Linked DNA regions of Zea mays: regions 1 and 2 are each linked to region 3. Evidence: chromatin contacts called from public Hi-C data. All regions are on one chromosome and are shown on one strand. The core of a region is the stretch at or near the end of the contact, and the rest is flanking DNA. Distances in the headings are between cores, read along the strand shown. Region 1 holds the start of LOC103626994. Region 2 holds the start of LOC100285485. Region 3 has its middle 86 kb from the start of LOC103628521.

Evidence for each region. Hi-C and Micro-C count contacts between places; a contact is called where the count stands out from the background.
Region 1: a contact with region 3 is called in a Hi-C map of tassel, with 4 times the contacts expected there. The contact joins the promoter of LOC103626994 here to the enhancer-like site in region 3. A contact is called at or near these places in 5 of 25 Hi-C or Micro-C datasets (bundle sheath, ear, leaf mesophyll and 2 more).
Region 2: a contact with region 3 is called in a Hi-C map of tassel, with 3 times the contacts expected there. The contact joins the promoter of LOC100285485 here to the enhancer-like site in region 3. A contact is called at or near these places in 5 of 25 Hi-C or Micro-C datasets (bundle sheath, ear, endosperm and 2 more).

The regions. Positions count from the first base shown.
Region 1 is chr5:146,717,395-146,721,275 of Zm-B73-REFERENCE-NAM-5.0, forward strand. LOC103626994 reads right to left here and starts at 1,311. Exons shown (of 7, transcript NM_001351849.1): 1 at 712-1,311. The coding sequence starts at 1,114.
Region 2 is chr5:145,927,986-145,932,147 of Zm-B73-REFERENCE-NAM-5.0, forward strand. It overlaps LOC100285485, which reads right to left and starts at 2,284. Exons shown (of 5, transcript NM_001413579.1): 1 at 1,980-2,284. The coding sequence starts at 2,163.
Region 3 is chr5:146,318,737-146,323,138 of Zm-B73-REFERENCE-NAM-5.0, forward strand. No RefSeq gene overlaps it. Among protein-coding and RNA genes, the nearest start is that of LOC103628521, 86 kb to the left of the region's middle. Within about 2 kb of position 2,720, at least 17 of the 20 cell types and tissues checked have an H3K27ac peak or open chromatin away from gene starts, as enhancers often do. A contact at or near this core is called in bundle sheath, ear, leaf and 2 more, where this site is marked.

The DNA of each region.
Region 1 (3,881 bases), core at 61-2,560, 400 kb after region 3:
TAGCTAGGTGGACGTCGACGAGGGAGCTGGGCGCCGGAGCGTCTGTGCTCGAGGAGGAACAGAGTAGGGAAATATAGCAGGGGACGTCGCGACGGCGGCTGGGCACCCGCCTGCCCTCAGTCTGTGGCACAGAAAAGTAGCTGGCCCACGTCTAAGATGGGTCGCTACCCCGGGAGGGAAGGATGAGCCTCTCGGGGCACGCAGAAGGTGTTGTGCGGTGGCCTAGACAAAGGTGGGTGGAAAAAACCTAGCTAGCTAATGCCATGAAAGAGAATGAAAACTCTTTGATTGTATATATATATATATATAATCAGAACCTTAACCCTAATGGGTTGGCAGCCCAATAGTGATGTCAGAGCCCCCACACACACAGAACACACTATCTACCAGTAAGGCTATCTTCAACAGGTTAATCATCCTTATACATATATTTAAACTCCACTCTGCAACAGTTCATTCTATATGCGTTTTACAATGTAAAACAGTGTTTTAGGTGGAACTGCTGGACACGATATATAAGGCCCAACAAGATTGGATGGACTAAAATATTTTTGCTATTCAAAATTGATCCGATCTCCTCTGATATTCAGGTCGTAAGTAAACATGCAACTACGAAGCGCCAAATAATTAGCTAGTGAAGCGTGGATGGCAGCGGTGCCGGCGCGGATGTCATGCTGCGGTTAGAATGAAAAGCAGAGAGGCAGTACGCACCAAGGATGAGCATTGCGTCGGGTAGCGCGCCGAGGATGGGCAGGAAGAGGCCGCCGACGACGCCAGGGCCGAGGACCTCGAGCAGCAGCTCGCTGCCGGCGGAGAGGTAGGTGGCGGCCTTGAACATGAGGAGGCCGTAGGCGAGGACGAGGAAGAGGTTGCCGGGCGCGGTGTCGGTGCAGGGCAGGAAGCCGTACGTCATCTCGCAGGCCTCAGGCGCCGGATCCTCCCCCGCCGCCGACGGGAGCCGTAGGACCGACGTCGCGGCGGCAACCTCATCACTGCTGCCGGCGAGGAGGAGAGAGCGGTCATCGTCGGAGAAAGAGATGCCGCGGCGGCCATGTGCGGCGCCGGCGATGGCGAGGACGAGGAGGAGGAGACGGAGTGGGAGACGCGTGGGCATTGTCACGCACGGGTGCAGCGAGTGGAAGAGAGAGCGAGCGAGCGGGACGCCAACGGCCAATGCAAGAGTGCGTCGTTGTTTCAGGTAGGGTTTGGCTGGGAGGGAGATGGAGCGGGATGGCTCTGTCTCCGCGAAACGGGATGATTGATGAATCTATTTTCTGTCGATGCCGTGAATGGGGAGGACCGACGCGCCGCAGCAACAGGGAGGCCCCAAAAAAAAACTTCGATGCCGCGAATGCACGAACATAATCTAATCTAGTAACGTAAGAAATAGAATATTATATAAATTTAGAAGAAAAGAAAGCTAGACGTTTTCACATTTATAAGTGCATGTTCGTCGTCATTGGGTGGACACAACAACAAAACAATCTTGCCTTGCTCCTTGCCACGCGTCTAGGGTGTGTCGCCCGCCACCACCCGACCACCGACCACCGCGACACGACTACACGAGGAAGGCAGCAGCAGGAGGCACGCCAAAAGCGTCCAGGAATCGCTGGCGAGCGACAGTGCAGCTTTGCAAATCCGGGAACTGCCGCATGGACATGAGAAAAAAAAAAGGTAAGGAACTGTTGCGTGTGATTTCTCTGGATAGGTGTACACGTACGTATAACGGCCGGAGGACGACGACGCGTGTGTATCCGCGTGTGCACGCGTCGCTGCCAGAGCGAACCACCAGTCGCCTCTCGTTGACTGGCCTGCCCACTTCCTGATGGTAAAAGGCTCCTTTGATCGTCGTCGGCTCGGAATGCCAGCGCGCGCTGCCGCACGACATGCAGAGTCTCCGATCCTTCCTTCATTCGGATGCCAACACAACATGGCCCGTTTATTTACAGAGAGTCGACCGCGTTGACGCGACTTTCGTCAACGCGAACATCCCTGAATCAAATTAGGGCCCGCTTAGCTTAACTTTTTAAAGTACATATTGTGGATTTGGTTATATGAACTAGCTCTATCATTTGTGTTTTTCATACAACTCAAATACTTTAAAAACGTCAAATATTTCACACATAACGAAGATTGGTTGTGCTTATATATTTTTTTTACCAAGGTAAATTGAGTTAGGTCACAATAATAAAAATTGGCTGAGCTTATATATTTTTTATCACTACGTCAAAAACGCCTAAAGGAGATATGACCGTCTGTAACACTTGTTAAAAATATGTCACTGATTTTTTTACAGTGACATCTTTTTTTAAAAAACACGTCTGTGCACACGTGGCATTTATTGTAAAAACATGTCACTAATGAAATATAGTAATAATCAAGTGACATCTTTTATTTTACGTGTGTGTGATATGTTTAGTGACGTGTATATATAAACATGGCACTGGCTTCAAACGCCAAATCTATTTAGTGACGTTTATATAAAAACATGCCACTGACTTTCAGACGTCATATCTGTTTAGTGACGTCATATCTGTTTAGTGATATGTATATATAAACATGTCACTACTTCAAACTTCGCGGCGTAGTTAAAATTTAATTTTTTTTTCAAACGATCTCAAATGAAAAACCACCAAAATAAAAGTTTTAGGTATTAAAAAGTTCTGAAACTTTGTAGTTGACAACATTATAATTTGAAATCATCTTGTCTTAGAAAAATGCGTCTAAAGTTTTCAAATTTGAAAATTAAATTTTGTAAACGACCTCGGATAAAGAAACTACCAACATGACAGTTGTAGATCTCAAAAAGTTATGCAACTTTGTTGTTGACAAGTTTTCCATTTGAATTTATTTAGTGCCTCAAACAATCAAATTACACTTGATTAATTATGATATGCGAGGAATGAAAATGTAATATAGACACAAATGAGTTGGTGGTGTAGTGGTAGATAAGGTCATGCTTTAGGAGGAGGTTGAGTGTTTAAATCTCACAAGTCACACAGTTGCTTGGATGGGAATAATTTTTTTATCTGGGTAGTTTGACACGTATTTATAAAAACACGTCACTAAAGTGGTTATATTAGTGACATATTTTTACACGTCACTAAACAGATTCAATTAGCGATATAAAATCTGAGACACGTTTTACACACGTCACTAATTAAGCTAAAAATGCGTCACTAAATACATGTTTTTTACGTAGTGAAAGTCGCCTAGAGGGGGGTGAATAGGCGAAACCTGAAATTTATAAACTTAAACACACACTAAGGTCGGGGGTTAGCGTTAGAATTAAATTCAAGTCCAAAAGAATCTCTCTTACTAGGAGTTGCTCAAGGATTGTGAATGACGTAAGAGAGCCAACTCAAATTCACACTAGCAAGAAAACATTAGAGAAGGGAAAACAAATCAAACAAGAATCAAGGCGAATGAACACGATGATTTGTTTTACCGAGCTTCGGTTCCAAAGAACCTAGTCCCCGTTGAGGAGGTCACAAATACCGGGTATATTTCAACCCTTTCCCTCTCTCAAACGATCACTTAGACCGAGTGAGCCTTTTTCTTAATCTCTCGGGTCACTTAGACCCCGCAAGGACCACCACACTTAGGTGTCTCTTGCTTCGATTACATGTCACTTGAGGAATAGAAGGGAAAAGAAAAAGGCCAAACCAAGTGACAAGAGCAACAAAGAACACAAGTGATCCTCTCACAAGCCCTAATGCACTAGAGTTGATTTTGGGGCTTTGAGTGAATTGATTGCTTTGATTGTGTCTTGGAGTGTTGGGCTTTTGCTCTTGCAATGAATGAAGAATTCAGAATGCTTGGATAGGAGTGAATGAAGTGGTTGGGAGGTATTTATAGCATCTCAACCACTTCTAGCCATT
Region 2 (4,162 bases), core at 1,034-3,533, 390 kb before region 3:
TCATTGTAATAGTAAATATTCTAGAGAAAAAACTCAAACACATTTGAAGAAAAAAATATATCATGACAAGCGAACTTGGGACAGACAGTTTATCTAACAATCTTTTTTCTAAAGCTTCAAAAGCTAAGATAGCAAGCTTTGCAGCTAGATGACTGGATGTAAAATTTTCAATGTAAGACTCCTAATCGACTAATCACAACTTACAACATATTCATATGTATAATTGTGTATACATGAGACTTAAGTACAAGTCCAACAGATTGACAGTTATCAAGGGAACGCCAAGAATCAGGTCTTCTGTAGATTTGACTGTGGTACGACCAACCTGATATTAAGGAGCAACAGAAGTTATATAAAATACATGCATTGCTAGCTAAGATGTGTGCACACAAAAGGGAAAAATATAGATCAGGTATCAGTCCCAATCATTTCTCCACCCTAAAACTATTTCTATTGCACTTGGTCATCCAGATCCATATTTCAGGCAAGCTCTTTGCTTGGCGCCAGCACCTAGCTTTTTGGGTAGTGGGAATTGTGGTTGGTGCAGCCCAAGATGTTGACATGCACAGTGTTGAATATGGAACAATTCCCGTGTACCACTGATCAAGGTGGGTTATGACATAACTTTCACTTTAGAGGTTGACGAATTTATACAAGCCATCCCACCTATTGAGATTGATCCCAATGAAAAAGATGATTATAGCAATGGGGCACAAGACAAGACTGACAATAATGGTCTTCACTGCCTGTGAAAGAAACACAAAAGTTCAGAACCTAAACAGAATGAGCACAATGCTTCATCATGAGGTCCAGCACCAATGCATAGCAGTAACACCTTTCCTTATAACTGCACTTGCAGCAAAAAATAGTGCTTCAGAAGTCAGTTCAGCACAATAGAGGAAGCTGAATAATTCTCCTTTTCAAGCTGCTCAATCCACTTGTTTTTTAGTGCCAACAAAGTTTGGTTTTACTACTGTGGACCAAGCTGCATCCTTACATTCTTTGGCTACACATAGAGCGCTGCAGGTGCTCTCTCCCCAGTGACAACCTGCAGGTTCGCCGGTGGGATTCCCAATAGTGGCTGATAAGCTAGTTGCAGATCAGTTGCTATTCCACCATATTTTCTGCCTGGGGATTGCAAACTACTACTGGAAACCTTTGTTCAACAAACCCTAATGCAACTGCACCCAGTATTGCTGCTTCTCCTTACCGGATTGTTCTGTATGGATCTACTGATGTAACACCCTAAAAATGATTTTCCTAGTGAGTAAATAAGTTTTATTTGTTTATTTTAATTTCCCATGAATTTAAATATTCCAAATAATAACTTCCCACACAGTTAATCTTAGTGGCAAAAAACTAAATATATGAGTTTCAACCTACACTTATTTCATAATAAAGGACAGCATAAAGAGTTCTTTTCCAGAAACTAGAAAGTGCAGACATCACCTTTTCCCCTTTTTGATTATGATGGATAGAATCAAAGTTCAGCACACCCTGTAGCAGTAAGGCTCAAAGATTTTGGACAACAGGAATAACACTCGGGCCAGCGATGCTAAACATGGAACAGAAGCAAGTAGAATCCATAAGAGAGGATGAGAACTGCTGTTACCCGTCGTGTAAAAGAGCAAGTATCCTCGATAATAGATATCGGGAGCAGGTATGAACCGGGATATGAATTGGCATGTTCTTTCTCAACTATTAGTGCTCATCGTAGATGAAAGAATTGAGACCACTGGAAATTGCACCAGTTTATTCAAGAACTTAGATCTGATTTGATGACTCACTCTGTTGGATAAGCATGAAGCGAACGCCTATCTCCCCCAAGAGTACTCCAAGCCCCTCACCAAGCAAATTCCTCCCATGCTGCATCACCAACTACTCGAATCTAATTTTTCTACCTCAAGTTCGAACTGGAAGGAAAATTGGGAACCAAAACTTGCAGCAAACATAAATAGACAAGTCACACGGACCCTAACCTGCACCGCCCCCGGCTGCACAGGAGACCGGCAGCCACCGGGTGCCCCCGCTGCGCGCGACGCGGCAGGCCAATCCGCTCTTGGAGGCCGCCGCATGCGTGTGGACCCGACGGTGGGAGCCAGCGGCGGGAGTCATTAACGCGAGGAATGCCTGCGCGCAGGGAACGACGGACGCCAAGTTCATCGTGCGTTATAGCGCTGCTCGCTCGACGCGATCGCCGATCAGGGATGAAGTGAAGTGGACTGGAGAGCGCTGGTGAGTGGCGAAGGATGCACATGGCCTTATCTGTCGTGACGAGAGCTGTGATTGTGAGCCTGTGTCAAACGGCCAAACCCCGCAGGCTGTGCTGTAACGCCTGAGCCGAATTGGTGCCAGTGGGCTGGGCCGAGCCCATTCGAGCCCTTTTCTTTTAGTTAGAATTTACTTTTTCAAGTTCAAAGTGGAATCTTGTGAAATTCATATAAAATCAAATCAAAACCTAAAAATAGCAAACCTAAATTTTGTAGACTTATGATACACAGATCTAAACAATAAAAATACCAGTACATGTGAAACGACTAGTATGAACATAGCTATTTTAGTCATGCTTTTATATTCATCCAAAACTTAAGATAAATTCAAAGTATGACCACATCACTAATATATTGTTATGGCCTATTTGAATCCCATATACTAAACTTTAGCGAAGTATTAATGTTTAGCACACTTTAAGGAAGCTAAATTGATATTGAGTGCTAAATTTTAGCACTTCACTTTAGCACTCATATTTGAATCTATAAGTGCTAAAAATGTAGTGCTAAACTTTGGTACCATGGATCCAAACATACCCTAATGCTAAAAGTTTCAAACTCAGAAAAGTTCATATGGACGTGTTGTTATATTTTTATAGGAAGTTCTTTTCAAATAATTTATTTAAAAACACATTAAGTTAGTGGAACACTATAGTAAAAGTTTCACGCTCAAAGAAGTCAAAATGAGGAAGATATATATGGATTGTGTTTCTAATATAGTATTTTTTTTCATTTGCACATGTTACCTAAATGTCGTCAATGATACATTAGTCTTGTTATTGAGGTATGATGTTACTATAAATTTGTCATATCGAGAAAACATAGCATAAAATAGCAATGGATTTATTGTTCTTATTACTTATTTATCTTATTCAAAATGAATAATGGTAAGAAATGAACTAATACTTTCATATGTTCCTTAGTTAATTTTTTTTCTCAAACGTGTTGTACCATATTTTCTATTAAAGGGCCGTTTGGATCCATTAAATTTGAAGGAATTAGAAATCACTTAACAAAGTGGATTATTTGGTTGAAATTTGATATTCCACCACTTTCCAAAGTTTAGATATAATCCCAAATTCTTAGGATTAGGGGTGAAAATTGATTTTATGTATTACAAGCCCATATTTCTACTCTGTAACTTATCACGAACTCTCCGGCTCACTCCCTAATAGTAAAAATATAGCGTATAAATATCCCTCCATATAGCCAACACTAGCATATAAATATATTGAGTATACAAATATAATAGCTTAATTGGTCTATGTCTAAATTGTGATTATTAGAATTGAATTCCATTATAAAGGATACAAACGAGGCCTAAAAGAATTTACAGCATCCCCTGATAATCGGGTAATGGCCCATTTAAAAGGATCAGTATGCCTAAAACAAGAGGTGAATGCACTAATATAAAAGTTCTCACGAAATTAAAACATACCACTTACATCATTTAACTATTGTTCCTAAATTGTGTTTCTAGACTGCTGCATAAAGTTCTGCAACTTAGAGGGTGTTTGGGACTCCTCAGTGTTCTAGCTTTAGCGTGAAACTATAGTTTATAATATAAATTTAAGTAGTTTAAAAAATAATGACTTGTCTAAATGTCTTCGGTTCATAACTCTAGCTTCATGATTTTCTGGAGCATCTAATGACTTGCTCCACCATTCCACCAAATTTTCTGGAGCTGGATCGGAGTAGTCCCAAATAGGTCCTTAGTTCGAACCTATTAAGAACAAGGAGATAACTAGAGTGGGGGCTAATAGTCTTTTCTAAAGTTAAGTCATGTCAACTAATTGAAACTTCTCTCTAGATATGAAGTGTTAGGCTTAGCAATTTTGGTGAGGTCACAGGATTGTGAGTTTTGCAACTCAATACAAATACACCGTAGACTA
Region 3 (4,402 bases), core at 1,470-3,969:
TAAGGCAATTCAATGTAATAAAAGCTGAAGCTGAGCATTGCTTTTATAAGTTGGTCAAAGTTTTATTAGCAGTTAATAAGTGTAAGTAAATACCAAACCATAGTAATAATAAGTAAAAGTAATGATAAAATAATCCCAATGCAATGAAATGACAAATTGAGTTTAATTCCATAAATTAATCATGTGAGTGTCCGAGCCGCTCATGACCGTGAGCACGGCTAGTATACCAGTTTTACACTCTGCAGAGGTTGCACATCTTTACCCACAAGTCATGTTACCCATTTGCCATGGAGTTGATCAGACCCCATACACCTCTACCAAGGAAGCGAGGCAGGGTACCACTACGAGGCCTTTACAAAGTTCCACTAGCTTCAGAAAACCTGCTACAGTTTATAGGAAGCTCCAGTGCAGGAATCCCTCGCCTGACTGCCATTGCAGCAAAATCAACCCAAGGACCTCCCTACACTGACCACTCCCCTACTGCCCTTGCCCCTTTCGGGTAAGGTAGTCATCCACTAGCTTTCCTAGTTAATCAGCCAAGGGCATCCCATTAAACCCTTGTGGTAGCACTATTTTCCCGGGTGGTTCTCCATGTTCCCATTAACATAATGATCTTATCATGAACAGTAAATAATGAACAGATAATAAAAAGTGTAATCATGAGTAGTGAATATCTCTATACCCAAAACCACATAAAGCAATAGCATGTACTACCCAAAATTTAGTAGTAAAACCAGTGGTGAAACAAGGTATAAAGATAGTCAAAATCTAGGGTAACCTATTGGGTCCCATCAACATTAACCTATGCAGATCATTATGATTAATAAGAACATGACTGGGTAAAAAGGGAGTGATCAAGGGCACAACTTGTCTGGCACTTGAGATTCCAGTTACCAGGGTGATTCTTCAGATCCTCGTGACCTCACTGCTAGTCATAGCAATACAAACAAACATGGTATAGACAAAATTAACATGACACCAAACATAAGAACACACTGCATAATAATGATCTACGCGTTGCTACGAGATCGTGGAAACGAGAACCACTGAGATCGGAGTCATGGTTTAGGAGTTATGATATATGGAAGATCTATGTGATTAAAATATTAAACTATATTATGAATTGGTTAGGATAAATCATATGAGAGGTTATTCTATAAATAATTATCTCAACTTTAATCTAAGTTATAAATTTACCATAAATTATATTTTGGTAGATAATGATGAGCACATTAACAAGACTAACCAACATAAGTTAAATAAAGATCTAATTATAAAAGAATGAGACATGGCATAATAACTATTGTTATTGCATATTAATTATTTATACGAGACTAACGCAACTTAAACGGATCAAATCGGAGTTAAAATGAGGAAGATACGAATTTCCTAAGATTTTATGTATTTGATACGAGATTAATTAAGAAATAATTTTTAATACCATTTTCATGTTAAAACAGAGTTACTAAATGATAAACAATAATCTTACAAAATTATAGAAACTGAAATGGACTCATTTGGACTTAATATGAATTTTCTTGGGATTAAACAAGTTTTCCATAATTAATTTTGTGCTAAAAATCATTTCTTAAATGAATTTCTTAAATGAATTTCCATAATTAATTTTCCTAGAGGCCAGGACTGCACATCAATTTCTGGAAAATATAGGGTTCCTGGGGTAAGATTGCCTAAGACACAGATCTATCCCGCGGGGGATGTCGGGTTCAATTTCATAAAAGTACATGGACTCATCTGCAAAACAGCGGATGAAGGGGTATGGGCGACTCTGAGCCCTCCGATCTCGGCTGAATGGCCCCGATTAGAACATGAATCAAAGGAATGGGTTTTGATCTACGACCGACCAATCTGAGATCGATGGCCCGGATCACACTCTACTTCTCTCAACCCAGCCCGTCCATGCACAGATCAGCGGCCAGGATTGATCCCAGCCAAAGTAGTACGTCGTTCTAATCTTGATCGCCCAAAATCGATCGGGCGGCCCAGAAGTCGCCCCTAACCCCTCGACGTCCCTGCTGACCGAACTACGATGCGCCTACGGTATTCCGCGGCGGAGGGCTCCAGTGAGACCTTCGGTTTTCGCAATACGAAGTCAATGGCCCTCCTGAGGGCGGCTACTCGAACCACCGGATGCATACAAAATACAAGAGCGCAAACATACCGACAATCGGGCAGTAGGGGTTGTAATCGCGACGAGGGGCGGGCGAAGGCGTTGCATAGCGTCGACAAGAAATCCAGGCAACCCCAGCTGCCGAGCTCGCCCAGAAGGGTTTCGACCACGTGCGGAGTGCCCTAGTGGTGGTCCCGGCATCCACCGAAGCCCGGCCCTCAACGTGTGGAGGTGGCGCCGACGGCGGCGAGCTTTCCGCCCCACACAACACATGGTCAGCTCTCTACGGTGAGTATTTCGAGTCTCGACTGGATGAGGAAGAGGCCGCGGAGGTTGGCAATGGCCCCAATTTACACGCGGGGCCAGGAGACCGGGCCTAGGCGTTCGTGTCGAGCTTCTCGCGTGGTGGTTAAACGGAGTTCGCCATGCGTGCGAGGTCGACGACTCTGTCAAAGGGACCCCATGCGACAGAGACAGGGGAGAGAAAGGAAGCGTTAGGGCGACTGGCGGCCAGGCCCCACTGCACCGCGATGAATTCCAGCGACCGGAGGCTGAGCAACGATCCCCACACATCAAAGACCAGGTTGACGCGTGTGGAGCGTGACAGAGAATGACCGAGGGACCCGCATGTCAGTGGGTTTGAGGGGCACGCGGCGTGATAAGAAGTGGGCTGTGCGGGTATAAAGGGAAGGTGGGCCGAGCTTAGCGAATCCGGCCCAGCGCACAGCTTCTCTTTTCTTTTATTTTGGTTATTTCTTTTCCTTTTCTTTTCCATTCTCTTGATTTTCAAATCTAAATTTAAATTTTGTCATGAGTCTCACCATGAATCAAAATGTACCCAATTCAAATATTAGTGTAAAGAAGTATATTCTTATTTATACATTTTATTTTTCCTCATTTGTTTAGTATTTTCTTCTCTTTTCTCAAATTCTAATATTGCACCTTTGGGTTAAAACCTAATTCCCATCTCATTATTATATTCCTATATTATTCCTTTTTGACATTACAAAATTCTAATTCCAATCTAAGATAAAGTTTAGGAATTCACCTTTTACTACATACTCCAAATCAATTATGAAACAATAGATATATATTTATTTTAATTGATTAAAGGTTTGATATATGAGACACACTCATATTGTTTTCTTTGAATGTGGGATAAGAAGTAAAAGTTACTTCGAAATTAAGTATTCATGTAAATAAATGTTTATGGTGCATCCTTTAATAATATGCATAATCAATTAGTTCAATAGTAAACTTTTCTATTACTTCTTTTCTAAAATATTTCTTGGTTTTCAAAATTCAGTTCTCAATTTTCAACACTCAAGTATAATTTGAGATATCTGAATTTACTATTTCATTTATCCATATCTTTATTTTGTTATTATTATTATTATTATTATTATTATTATTATTATTATTATTATTATTATTATTATTGTTGTTGTTGTTGTTGTTGTTATTTTCTTATGCACATTTTGGGCATTACTGTTCAAAATGAGTTGCTTTTTTATATGTTGGAATAAATCACCAAAAAGGAGGAGACTGAAAGGGAAATGTGCCCTTGGGCCATTTCTATATTGTTTTCGTGATTAGATGCACAACACACTATGTGAGAACTAACATGACGTTGAGCAAAGGTATATGAAGCAAATCTAGACGGATCAAGTATGAAGGTAAGTTCTAGACACTTAGTCATTTGTTTTATGTGCTAAACATGCTTGTCTAAGTGTCAAGAACTCAGTTGAGTAAAGTCAAAAAGGAGCAAAAGAAGTTAAGCTGAAACAGCCAGACTTCACCAGCCCGCGGGTGCATCGGACACTGTCCGGTGCCCAGGCTGGCGCGTCCACGAACTTGTTGCTCTCAGGAATCATCGAGGACGATGCGGCTAAAATTCACCGGACTGTTCGGTGTACACCGGACTGTTCGGTGTACACTAGACTGTTCGGTGTACACCGGACTGTCCGATGAGCCAACAACGTCTGCGCCAACGGTCGACAGCGCAATCAGCGCGCAATCAACGGGCGATGTGTGGCCAGAGCCAATGGTCACCAAGCTGCACCGGACTGTCCGGTGTGCCAAGGGGACCATGGCTGCAACGGTCGGCTTCATCAAACAAGGAAAGAAATTACGCACTGTTCATGTCCGGTGGTGCACCGGACTGTCCGGTGCGCCCACGGACATAAGGCAAGAATTTCCTACCAAATGGAGCTTCAATGACTCCTAGCTACCTTGGGGCTATAAAAGGGACCCCTAGGCTCATGAAACATTACA